Regions from separate parts of the Drosophila melanogaster genome. Here region 1 is linked to region 2. Evidence: chromatin contacts called from public Hi-C data. All regions are on one chromosome and are shown on one strand. Each heading gives the region's core, a stretch centred on a gene start, on an enhancer-like site or on the middle of the called end of the contact. The rest is flanking DNA. Distances are from core to core; before and after follow the strand shown.

Evidence for each region. Hi-C and Micro-C count contacts between places; a contact is called where the count stands out from the background.
Region 1: a contact with region 2 is called in a Hi-C map of the Kc167 cell line, with 1.9 times the contacts expected there. The contact joins the enhancer-like site here to the promoter of CG43850 in region 2. A contact is called at or near these places in 31 of 107 Hi-C or Micro-C datasets (the Clone 8 cell line, the D17-c3 cell line, the Kc167 cell line and 10 more) and 2 of 6 datasets of contacts at active chromatin or transcription factors (both in the Kc167 cell line).

What each region holds. Positions count from the first base shown.
Region 1 is chr2L:13,484,864-13,491,790 of dm6, forward strand. All of the region lies in intron 4 of CG42784, which reads left to right. It overlaps CG46308, which reads left to right. Exons shown (of 7, transcript NM_001347786.1): 2 at 1-386. Among named protein-coding and RNA genes, the nearest start is that of CG46308, 27 kb to the left of the region's middle. Within about 2 kb of position 4,673, at least 7 of the 39 cell types and tissues checked have an H3K27ac peak or open chromatin away from gene starts, as enhancers often do. A contact at or near this core is called in the Kc167 cell line and ovary, where this site is marked.
Region 2 is chr2L:13,412,673-13,419,294 of dm6, forward strand. CG43850 reads left to right here and starts at 2,759. Exons shown (of 2, transcript NM_001273515.2): 1 at 2,759-3,104. It overlaps CG16956, which reads right to left and starts at 1,903. Exons shown (of 2, transcript NM_135810.2): 1 at 1,786-1,903; 2 at 1,111-1,729. The coding sequence starts at 1,844. The coding sequence ends at 1,189. CG42784 reads left to right here and starts at 2,759. Exons shown (of 9, transcript NM_001201869.3): 1 at 2,759-3,104. Flad2 (Flavin adenine dinucleotide synthetase 2) reads left to right here. Exons shown (of 1, transcript NM_135809.2): 1 at 1-1,044. The coding sequence ends at 685.

The DNA.
Region 1 (6,927 bases), core at 3,423-5,922, 74 kb after region 2:
CCCTCGACGATCGACATAACGCGCAGACTTCGTGACATTTAGTTTTGGACGTTATTAAGCTCCTAAACCTGTATTCTGTGTCATCCCATTGATTTCGAACTGTGAACGCAACCCCAACGTATACGCAATCACTGACGTTACGCATACGCACCGTTGTACAACGGACAACTGACGTATAAAACATAAATACAAGAACTAAGAACTTTAACCGTTAACCAAAAGAACAAAAAAACAACACCAAGATGCAGGCCGCATTGATGCTAAGATCGAAATCTCGGGTGGCGAGAAGAAGAAAGCTACGAAAATTAGGTGGAAGACTTGAGTTGCCTAGTAATGTAGCAACTAAAGAAATAGCTCCATTTCCTCGTTATCCACCTGAGTCATGGGTAATAATATAAAATACCAAACAAAATACCTAATTAAATTTAAACCACATTCTATGAATCTCTCTCTATATCTCTGTCCACTTCTGAACTGAAGAGCCCCTAAAGTAAACCAAAATAAAAATTCAGTATAGCGAAAATATAATCTTTGACCCTATAAGACCCAAAACCTAAATCAATGAGCGCAAGTTTCTTAAAAGTCGTCAAATGAAAATCATCAGCTTTAAAGAAATTCTAATTTCCAGCCCCGATCCAAACCGAAAAACCCCACCCAATACTACCCAAGCTATCTGACTATCTGACTATCTTTCTGATCTGTACTTCTCTCTACCCAACTATCTATCTTTATCTACCCGTCCCCTTCTCTATTCGAGCCTCCCAAGTTTCGAGCCCAAGACACAATATCTATTTTGAGTTCAGAAACAACCCAGAGTTTCCTACCATCAGAGCATACTTTTTTCTTAAGTAGTGTGGCAACTCTATGCTAGGTTAACCAAATAGAATTCAACTTTTTCTCCAACTATTTACTTCATCTTGGAAATAACTTAGTGTGTACCCAACTATACCCGATTCTAGAACGTAGAGCCGCTTTTGAACGAGTCTTGAATTAACTGTTAACTCAGTAGACAATTTTATAATATACGATATATCCATAGATACTATATATTTCAAGTCTAAGAGCTCTGCCAGCCAACAACTAAATGCGCTGTACAACTAGCTTAACCACCTTTATTCAATTCTCAGCAAACTATTAGTGCTTTTGCTCAACTCTCTACCTCTATCTCTCTCTGTAGCTATCCAACTATCTCTCTCTTTGTCTAGCTCTCTGCCTAACCCTACTGTCTCTATCCCACTAAGTGTAACTTTCTATAAACCAATAACTATCTGTCTGTCACCCAGTCCCTCACTTAGCTTCAACTGTAGTTGAAACAATGCACAGACCCCGCCTTCAAGCCAATAACACCCCACTCCAGCCAACCCCACCAACCCAACAGAGAACCCCTGATCACCCAAAGCAATCTCAACCACTTTCGCCTACTTGCACTTGCTTAAACTCTATGTAACGTATAAATAAAAGTCAGTATAATCAAAGACGTGTGTAGTTCTTCACCCACAAAACCACTAACAGATCAAACATATCTAGTGTGCTCTCCCCACTCACACGCTGCACCCTATTAACTAGTCGAGTAGTACTCAACAGTATCCAAAGCAAGTGCTTCTAACTATTCTTCACTAAACCTAACTCAGATAAACTAAAACCAAAAACGAGCTATGAAATATCAAATACAAATTATCTACATAACAAATATAAAGCACATCAACTAATTTTTAATTTGAAACATACTTATGCCATTATTTAAAAACAAGCTACACTGATTATAGTTTAGTTTTGAAAGATGATTTCATGGATCCGTTGAGTTTCTCTGGATCCACGAATCAACGAAATTGTACATTCTATTTTGCTAAACACGCACTAAGACAAACAATTTTCCACTACCTCTTATTTCACTCATTCTACCCGAAACTACTATTCTTTCACTCTGTAAATTTCGCCTACCGATATTTGCATAAATTTCACGTAAAACACATCACACAAATTATGTATCTTGAATCTTACATTTTTGATTTTTAACTTTCGCCAATCTCGATGTAATCCAATTGCGTAAATAGAAAAACACATACGTGACAACGCCCCCGGCGCCGCCGCAGCCGCCTCCGCCACCGCCGGAAGTAAGTGCCAAAGCATCCATTTTGAAAAAAAAGAGAAAACACTCATTTGCATACCGAAAAATATGGAAGCAAACGTTTTATTTCCGTTCTATCGTTCGTTCATCACGTGCAAGTGTCTCACGTGTTTCTTTGTATATGTGTAACGTAATGATCACCTGCGTGATTGCCTCTATGCAATTGCGCTGTGCCGCTTACGTTACCGTCTTGCAGTTGGTTGTAATTTGAAAGTACAATGAAAATGCTTGTAAATAATTCACTTTGCTTTGCATTTGATGTCCTTTTTTCTCCCAACATACCTAACCCACTATCTGTCTGTTCTTCGCTCCTTTTGTATGCCAATTTTGTTTCATTTTTTATTTCAAATTTTTTCGCTTAAGTTCATTACGTTTCGTACTAAGCCCAATACGCATTTGCACATGAAATATTAAAAATATTTTTCTTGGTCTGCCATTGGTGTGTGTTTGAGCATTATGCCGAAGCCAATAAAATATTTTAAATATTTTATTAACTGCAAAGCAGGGCTAGCGAGAAAAACGGTTTCGACCAACAGAATTGCATTGAATATTTACAAGCATTTTCATTGCTTTGATTTGAACGACCCCTCCATGGCGTTTTGTGTAAGGATCCAGCGACTATACTGCAAGAACTGCCAGCTAAGCTTGAGCAATCGTGTGAACTGAGTGCCCATCCACATCAAATATACATGCCTAGGCGGAGAATGAGTGCCTACGAAATGAAATAACTTGATCTTTAATACCACTTATTTAAGGTATCACGTTGGGCGCCAGATTTGAGTAACTTTGGGCCCCACGTTGGGCGCCATATATGACAAAAATCATAAATTGCATAATTAGTGGCTGTTGTAAAATTAGAGAGGTTTAATTAACATACTATCGTCGAAGTAATTAGCATAAATCAGTGGCGAAACTCAACAAGTTTGCCAACCGCCAATTGAACTCAATTTACATTTTGTGAGCTCTCATTCTCTTCTATTTCAATTATCTCAATAAATTAGTTTCATAAGTTTTCATTTAGTTTCATACTTGATTTGTTGGCTTTGATTTTTTTATTTGTAGTCATCAACAAAAGAAAACAACAGACATATGAAACAATCAAACGATAAACTAAAAGAAAGTATGCAACATTAACTAACAACCAAAAACGAACCACCAACAGCAACCACAAAATAAAAAACATAACACTCAAACGCCAAACAAACACTCAAGCAAAATGCATTAATATAAAATAAACAAAATGGTATCAAGTTTTCCCAAAAGATTCTGTAAAGCTTACTTGCCTCTCATTCCCGTTTTCGATCTAGGAGCTCAACTTGATTCAATTGCGAAATTTGTTCCACAAAGTCAAACCAATCAAGAAGTAAACAAAAAATACGCTTGGAAAAATAAGACAAAAAAAAAACAAAGTATTCAAATAAAAAAAAATCAAATTGAATGTTTTACAAAAACGGCAAAATGCAAATAAAAAAAATTTTCCCTTTGACAATGCCGACCGATTCGCGTCGAGTCGACAGCCAAAGTGAAACTTTTGCCTTAAATTGAAATGCACATTTTAATTTCGGCCCGAAACCATTTTTTTGTGGAACATTCACATGTTGAAGCAAGCGCTAAAAACAAAAACAACCCAAGAAAACAAAACGAATAAGGTAGCAGAAAAGAAAAACAGAAAAAAAGAAATACCAAAACGTGTACACAGCATATATTTTGGCTGTGGGTTAAAAGGCTTTTTGGGTGGGAGTATTGTCGTTCTTTCGATTTGGGTTCTGTAAGTCAAAATGCAAATATATTTCCAGCGGTCTGGGTAAGTCAGAGTTGGCGTGATTCCTATAACAAATACAATTTATAAGTACAATGTAAGGAAATGTTTTTTCGTAGCTTAGAAAAGCCTTTGAATTTAGCAATGCCGGCCAAAAACCTAACCAAAATTCAGACCAAATTTCGAGCCCCACCTAGCTAAGCCAATAAAGCGCATTTCATCACCATCAAAAAGTATCTATTCAATTTTCGAAAATAAAGTATTAAAGTGTTATTTTGCCAACAAAATCAAACAAATTTGGCACGTATAACTATGCATACTTTTGGGGCACACTTAGCCTTGAATTATTATTATAAAGGCCCTTAAAAGTATGTATAAAGCCAGTACCGATAGGTTACACATTAAAATCATTTGTGTAAATTGGTTTATGATTTTTTTAAATCTATGTATGTCGACACATGTGGCACTCTTCTGGGAATATATCCGCTGCGAGCTTCAATCGTTGCTTTTTTATAATTTATTTAAGCTTGAATTTAAGCCCTTCTTTTCACACACACACGAGACAAGATTTCTATGGTTTCCTTTCTACTTTCTCTCCTACTTTCTCTTACTCAATGCGAAGCACGCACTAAAACTCCAAAATGAACACCGGAAATACACCCACACACACACTCGTACTCCTGTTAAACACTGTTTTCTATTCATTTCTTTCAAACGCAGGTACGCGACATTTAATTACACCTATTTCACCCCCAAAAAGAAATCAACCCAAAAGTATGCAACGCTTGCTAAAATGAAAATCAATGAAAAATTCAGATCGCCAATTAGGTACAGTCTAAATTTAAGAAGTCTAGTTATTGTGATCCATTACCGATTCTATTCCTCTATTGGTGTCTAAAATTGTAATCACAATGCTCTCTCTCTCTCTCTCTCTCTCTGTATCTCATTATATAATATGTATATCTCTCTCTCTTTTTTGTGCTGTGGCCCGTGCTCTGTGTGACTAAAAAAAACTTAGTAGCGTGCTAGGTTTAGTAGCTTAAATCCATATAAATATGTTTATCTATGTAAATGTGTGAGTGTGTGTGCGCGTGCAATTGTGTGTGTGCGCCAAATTGAACTTTAACATATTGGGACATAAAAACAGCCGGAATTTGAACAACAAACAAAACTATCGTATAATTTTCAACATTTTTTCCTCGCATGTTTGCATTACCTTGCTCGTCATTTTTTATTATATTTTCTGCTCTTCTCTATCTGTAAGTCTATATACCCTTCTCTCTGTCTATATATGCATATATATATATATATTTATATATGGAATGCAAATGTTATTCCGCTGCGTGCATTTTAATTGTCTTGTCGGTCTCGCTCTAATTTCGCTCAGTCAACTCTTTAATAAATTTATCTTGCAGTCTGTGCGTTTCTCGCATGCGCTTAATTACGAACAAGAAAAAAACATTATTTATTTTCCACTGTATATTTTATTTTTCCACACGTGGGTACCAATGGCCTGTCATTTAAAACGGATTATTGCATTGACAGCGGGGTATCTATCAATTTCTTTTTGTATAAAAATCCAAACCAACACCCTTTAAAATGCTTTGTGTAACCATCGAGCCTTTTGCTGACTAACCGCAAGCCAAAGCACAAGAGTGAGTTTATCAACAAGTATCTTTGAACTAAGCACTGCAATATGGCCTATTGACTAACCCACACATGCCTTAACAATACTAATACAACATATTTTCCAAATATTTTAAGTGGCTTGTGGTCATGGCAAAGTTTCTTGGAACCAGATTAAGGATAAACAAACTAATAATGTTTTCTTTGTGGTCTTTAATTTACCTACCTACCTAAAATACCTAAACTCAGAAAAAATTGAAAAAATACTTTGTAATAGATATCAGCCTATTGCTATAAAACCCTCTAAAAATTCTACAAAGCCAGGCTCAAAGTATGTGTATCATCAAACTCCAAGTCTTCCATCCCTGAAAACCCATTCGCAGACAAAATCCTAAAGCTTTTCGATGTGATTCTTCTCGCTCGCAACCTGTATACGTTCGTGTGGTAAGCTTAGCCCAAAACAAAAAGTAACAAAAATGGTGGCAGTAAGTAATCAATGGTAATTCGACAAGGACTTAATCAATTTTCGGTGGCTAATGAAAGGCCTTGGAATGTGGCAGCCGAGAATTGCACAATTTGTGGTCAGCACTCGTGTGTGCACTTGAAAAGCCCGACTTAAACTTGGCTTCTTCTGTCAACTTGACTTACTGCCATTTGTGGCTAAAAAGTTTCCCAGGCTGCCATAGACTATTTCCCCTATTTTTTGCCAAGAACAACAACTGGAAATGAAAGGAAGTCAGCGGGAATGGAAGGGGACGTAAGAGCTCCGGAAAAGGCGAAACTTTGCAGTGCAATGAAATGCAATCGAACGGAACCGAAAACCAGCGACATGCATTTTCCGTTCGTCCCGCTCCATTGTTTTCCACCCAAAAAAAAAAAAAAAAATATGAAGAAATGGAAGAGGAAAATTTGTCGAGTGTCGTTCGAGTGCCTCAGTGCTTGGCGCAGCACTTTAAGCACATTTTATTGCGAACAAATTATGTAGCATATTTTTCAGCGCTTTCTCCACAGCCCTTGGCTTGATTTATAGTGTCGTCGCTGAAATGTGAAATTGAGCGCAGAACAGACTGCTGATCGATGGCTTTTGCTATTTCCTTGACCCATCCCATTTGATTCTTCATAGGTTTTTTTCAAGAGCCGACACATGCATTCAATTAAACCGGGACTCTGGCAGACCGTTTGACATTTTCATTAGGCAAACAAAGGCAAAAGAAACGAACGCGGCTGCGACGTTTACATTTCATGGCCGGATATCCGGCTGCAAAAAGAAAAACCGAAAAGAAATGTCTGCTTCCGTTTGAAGTCCAAGTCCGCAAGACCGGTACTCACACACAGCCACACCACTGTTCACATTTAGCCGCAAAACGACTTTAATTTGCGGTGCCACTGGCGCTGTTTCTCCCCTTGCCTCTTC
Region 2 (6,622 bases), core at 1,509-4,008:
AAAGAGTGAATCAAATGACCAATTGAGGGACAAACTCGAGTACACTGAAGAGGTAATAAAACGCGCCATGACTTTGTATAAGCCAAATGAGATGATGCTGTCCTTTAATGGTGGCAAGGATTGCACAGTCTTGCTGGATATTTTGGCCAGGATGACGCCACCCTCGATGCCACTGGGAGCGGTTTACGTGAAGTCTGCAAATCCATTCGAGGAGCTGGAGAAGTTCGTGGATGATTGTGTACAGCGCTATGGACTACAGCTGAGGCGATACGAAGGAGTCCTTAAGGTTGCTTTTGAGCAGCTGATAGCCGAGGATTCCCAGGTGAAGGCCATCTTCCTTGGCTGCCGGCGCAGCGATCCTGAAAGTTGCAATCTATACGAGCTGGAACCTACCAACAACGGATGGCCAGCGATGATGCGGATCTTCCCGCTGCTTGAGTGGAGCTACCACGACATTTGGAACTATTTGCGCTCAAACAATCTGCCCTACTGCTGCCTCTACGATCAGGGCTACACATCTTTGGGAGATCGCAGCTCAACGCGGGTCAATCCCAGTCTGCTGGCTTACGACGAAAAGCTGGACAAGATGACCTATCGACCGGCCTACGAATTGGAGAATGTGCGTCTTGAGCGGTTCAACAGGGATGAGCATGGCCAGGCCTCAGTCAGCGGATCCAAACAATAATCATTGGCCAAAGTTCAGGTCAAGCGCAAAGTTTCTGGCTCTGCTCTTGACTTGATTTTCTTTTAATTTTTTCCCGACCCAAAACGAGACAAAGTGGAGCAGCAAGTGTCAGCTAACTGGGCCGACAATTCTTCGTTGAGACCCCATTTCACTTGTTCACATTTCGCATATCACACAATTCGAATAACTTGAACAAACCGGCCTAGCCCCTTATACAACTTTTAACTACTGTATAAGAGAAATGCTAGTAAAAGTTTTAGATATTTGGTGAGTTTTGTCAAAGCTTTTCGCTGCAAAAGCTCAGGAACTCTGTGTTCTTAAGTGTTGAAATTTTGATGTATTAAATTAACTATTTGTTTATCTGTATTTTTTTCATATGTTTTAACTTCATTAAATAATAAATTAAAAAATGGATATTTATTTCTGTAAACTTGTCTTTATAATGTATTAATAAATATTATAAACCCGAATATTACGTCTTTAGAACTGCTATTTCTTTGGGCTTACTTAGGCTCCCTTATGAAATAAACCAACTCATGTGTCGGTTGCGTTTGGTCCTTACTTGGTGGTAATGATGTCGTGGTACTGGTTCCATCTTCATCCACCAGGAGCAGTCGGTGATTGCGCCTATGACATTTCTGCTTCTGGGACGACTTCTTCGCTTTTTCGATTACGTTGCCATTAGGATACTCCTGGCTGGATGACTGTGCCTGTGGTGTGTACTCCAAGAGATCACGATAAACTTTCCACAAACTCTGATCCTCGGAACGGTCCAGCCAGTTAAGCAGATCCTGAATAGTTTTATCATGCCGGTGGGCCACTTGCGAATTAAAGGGCGGATGTTTTCGAGTGGCAAACTGTGCGCGGTAGCCAGTTTTGTTGGTTTTCGGAGTAAGACTGACGCGAAACCATTGCTGATCCTGCGGATCCTCGCCCAGTAGTGAGTATTCGAAGTCAGGAGCTACCGAGGACGTCTCCTGCAGGAGACCCAAATGATCAGTGGTGGACACCACGCTGTTGTTGGCTGCCGTCAACGGTACTTGTCTACGAATGTTGCAATATTGTATTGTTCTAAAGAGTACACAATTAGAAATATTTACCCCAACTGAGAGTATCTGGCCAAATCGGTGGGTACGGCTCTTCCACCGCTGGCTAGCATACACAAAATTATTATTCCCATATACGGTTTGTTCCACATTTTGCCAATTTTCGCTGACTGCTGTAAGGTTTTTGAGTTCACATCGTTATATAGTGTTCATGCTTGGGTTTTGTCACTTTTCCCGGTTGCTGGGGAATCATGTTCTGCGTATAAACCGGCATGTAAAAGTAGCTGAAATGATTACGATTGGACAAATGCTATTTCTCGGATAGCTAACACTGGTGATATACTGTCACGTTTGTGGTTTGAGTTACAATTTTGTATTTTAAATGCTACCTTCTTTGGAATATCTCCCAAATTTGCATATCTTTAGATAATAAATGTGAGATGTTATTTAAACTCTACCTACTGTGTAGTTGTATTGAAAAGCTCAAAACATTTTTGATGGGTGTCACATTTCTCTATTATTAATTAGAAATTAAAGAGGATTTTCCTTTTCCTTCTTGTGGCTAATACGAATATTTGCCTATGGAATTCATTTGGGGAAATGCCACTTGGCCAAGTCACTTCCGGTGCGCTCTTTCCGTTTCCGCTTTGCTCTCGCAACAGCATTGCCAACATGAACGAATGTTATTATCAGTGAAATTGGCGACCTTTCCAATGTGGGTAAACTCTGAAGGATGTTAATCAACAAGGCTACTTTCACTTTAGCACACAGCTAGGACCGCCACACCGCACCCCTTCGTCCTGCGGTGAGCGTGCGCCCGAGAGACGACTTTCTCTCGCCCATTTCTCAGCACACTCTCCATTGCTCTCTGTCAGCCTTTTAACAGCAGCTGAGACGGCACAGCTGTTTGGCATTTTGCGCGCGCACTTTGCTAAAACAAAACGAAACGCATATCACACATACGCGCCGTGGTACGTCGAAGGCAACTCTCCTTGGGCTCGACAGGACTCGGAACCGTTTCGCACGCTCAGTAGACAATCTTTCCTCATTTCGTTAACACACTCACAGCACCTTTAAGCGAACCAATAATAATATACAGAAGAATTTCCCCAAAGCAACAAACAGCAACAGTAGCTAAATGAAATACCCAAAGATAAAACGAATAGATATATAAATACACATAAATTGTTTTCCATTATAAAAAGAGCTTGAATAGATCCGTGTGTTGTTCGCCGACTAATATATTAACCAACTATATTTAATCAAACCATATTAAATTGAATTAACTAAATGTCAACGTGCGTGTCTAGTGCAAAAACCTAAATTCTTCGTCCTGTTGTTGTGGCTGTCGTCTCCTGAAACTTTAAGCGAAAGTATGTTAAAAAAAAATGTATCTCTTATCAGGCAGCTTCGTTTATGCGTGGCACTTTAATGGCAAACAGTCAGAAATGGCCCCATACAAGGCGGCCAACTGGCTTTAACCATTTTATTCATTTTACTTTCTGTATCCTGTTTTATTTGAGCTATTCCTTGGACAAGTTAGCCACTTATCAGTTGAGAAACGAACGCTATGGATTGTAGTTTGTGTGCAGGGTAATTGCTGTGCTCGGTATCTGATAACAATCACTTATTCCCATTGAAAGCCAATCGTTATTATAATTGATGGGCTGCCAACATCATGTGATGTCAGTGAGGGAATATTGTGAAAATGTACAGGACCTTGAATCGTCTAAGAAGTGGTGTCAATAGTATTTTCCATTTAATATGAATTGATTTTGTTATTAAAACAAAAAATCATGTAATTAAAAAACAAAGAACAATATATTCCCTCGAGCTAAGAGTTTGCTGTTACTTAAACCTACATTTTGGGCAACTTAATTGATTTCAAGTTTCACCTTTTGTTCGGCTTATCTATTATTTTTAATTTAATTAAATTTTTGTTTGGCCCATGTTCTTTGAATGGATTGTTCGTTGCCTGCGTGTTCAAGTGGCGTGTAAAGTAATTTAGCAAACCAGCAAACTTTTCGGTGGCGCTTAATTTTTAGCGCAAAACAAATAAGCAATTTCAAGAGGCACAGGGCAGAAACGAACAAATGCGGACTGCGAAAGTCCTTCAGAATGAGCCGAGCGGAGTAGAGTTTCAGCCAGGTTAGTTAAGCGAAAGAAAAAGTTTTGGCCTGGCCATTACTTTCACTTTTTCAGCATTTCAGCTGTTCCCGTGCTTCGCCAATGCAATATTTTCGCCGTTGTCTAAGCCAACTTGGGGCTTCACCTTAGGTGTGTCTACAGTATGTATAGGTATATATAAATATATATATATATATATATTATATACTGGATATGTGCGCTCGAGTGATGGTGCGCGAACTCGTCCTTCAATAGCTCTGCTGTTAGATTTTCCTCATCAAATGCCTTTAAAGCGTTTTATGAACCTTGCTTTTGACTTTGATAACTTTATACTTTAATTTCAAGTAACTTGAACGGCAGACGAGTTTAGACGACTAACTTTCCTAATAAGTTTTCGCTTAGTCGACCCACAAAAGCTTAAAATTTGTTATCCGCTGTCAATGTTATTTTTAATTTTATTTTTTTTTGTTTTTGTTTTAAATAATTAACTCAACTTCCACTTGAAATGAAATATTAATCAAATTCAAAATACCTTTTAAAATTTGATTTTTTCAATGTGTATACTATAAAACTATAATATTATTTATTGCAAAAATATCTATATTGATTTTGATTGTTTTCATTCACAAAATGTTGGTACCTCAATATTGGTTAAAAGTTGTAAAATCCCCTAACATTTTTTCTACTTCTTTACTACCGTTTATTTAAAGAGTGTGGGTGGGCAGGAATAAAAACTAGCTTTTGTGTGAGCTGAGCTATGGTAACTATAAAAAAAAGTGCTACAACACGGTTTGGAGTCATAAATTGTTGATGTTGCTGTTGCCATTTGTTGGTGGTTTCTACCGCCGGTTGTTGTTCCTCCTGTTTTGGCCCTGCAGCTTGACTTGTAATGAATATAAAACTGCCTTTTAACTGCCTTGGCCGTAATCCTTCTCATATCCTTGCCAGCTCGGTTTTTATTCGTGCCCGAGGGTTATGCGAATTCTTTTTCCTGAATTGTTTTACGATCTCCACCTAGAGGCTTTTACTCAACCAAATGGTCGTTCCTCAACACGAAACTTGTTGAAGCAAAGACGAATCAAACAATTGAATTGGAGGAAAAAAGCCGCCTGATTTTTGGCACACTATAAACTTGTGTATAATTTTTGCGAATCTATTTTTCGTTCGCCGCTTTGAATAGAAACGATTTCGACATTTCACTTTTGCGATTTTTTACTCCAGTTCCTGTTTGGCAAGTCGCGTCGTTTTCTTTCGCCAGAGCAACCAGTGTTTTGTGTGAGATAAGCAGCTTGACCGTGGCCACAGCCATCCATAGGAAGTGGGTGTTGGCCTGGACTGGGCATCGCGTGGGAACCGGGCAGGATGAGCAGGACATCCATGGCACAAGGACAGGCGAAAGCGCCCGAGTCTTGGTTATCCAGGCGACGGCACGTACGGAGCCGAAGCGTGCACTGCGAGATGATAATTCGTTGAATATCCAAGCCAGCTTCGAATTTATTCCGTATAGCACCCCGTACGGATGGGTGGGGATCGGGTGGTGGCGGGCTCTGGGAGTGCTAAGTGTTGAGCTGATATGCAAAACAGCTATATGTATTGCTATGGACAAATCCGAATAAAACCAAACCGCACTCTGTTTAGGTATATCGATGGATATTCTGCTCAGACGAAAAGCAATTTTCGAGAATTCAAGGACAAAACCAGAAATTCCTACAATAAACCGTGAAAAGATTTCAATTGAAATATATGTGGGAAGCAATTTTAAAGAGAAAGCCAGTTTTAAAGAATTTATTATTGAGCAAAATATCAAGTAGTTTAATAATACAATTTTAGTAGCACACACAAATATTTTTTGGTACAATTTTTTTGAGCGCACATTTCAAAAAGTCGAAAAATGCATACAGTATACACACATAATTGATAAACTTTTTTTTTATAGTTTTTAGCAAGAGTTGTTTACTGATTTGAGATGAAATCGTATTTATCAAGGCTGCTTTTGGCGCTAACCCACATTGTGAGCAGTCCATTATAGACTCATTGACAGACACTAAGCTGAAAGGATCAAATTAGTCATCTTGATGGGCTGTATATCTTATGGTCGTGCATATATTCCGCTATGTATGCCAAATAAGACAATAACTTCTGGCTTTAATGAGAGTGGCCAATGCCAAAGCCAAAGGCCAACGTGAATTTGTTTCAAAGTCGTTTGGTGGGCGTGTAAGTGGATGCGCATGGATGTGGCTAAGAAGCTACGATGCTGCCACATATGCACGAGTGTTGGTCGGTGGGTTTTTGGCCAGGCCAACGCCTGAATGTCTCAGCGTGAAGTGAAATCTTTTAAAAAGCCTTGAAGTAGTCCGCTGCCAACTTTTCGACAAGACAGCTCTAAAAGTTCAAGTTAAGTGCAGCGGGCAATAGCAACAGCATACCAGCCATACCAGCTAGAAAACATGGCCAACCATCGACGTCGTAGGGCCTTCTATATACACTCCCCAACTGTTGTTGTTATAAACAAGAAGCCAGGAACAGAACTGGCCAAGTTGGCAACTCTCCGGATGCTCCTGCGCGCGCATATACACATTTCGTCGAATCTGGAGAGCCAGATATGCCAGAAAACCGGAGAGCGAAGAGAGAGAGTTGTATTCCCACAGGAACTGAGGACGCAGCTGCTTGCCATCCAGTGGCAAACCCATGTCCTTTAGTATACAAAACGGCAGCGAGCAATGCGTTTGCCATTCGGCCACAGGGAACGCAAAAACGGCGACAA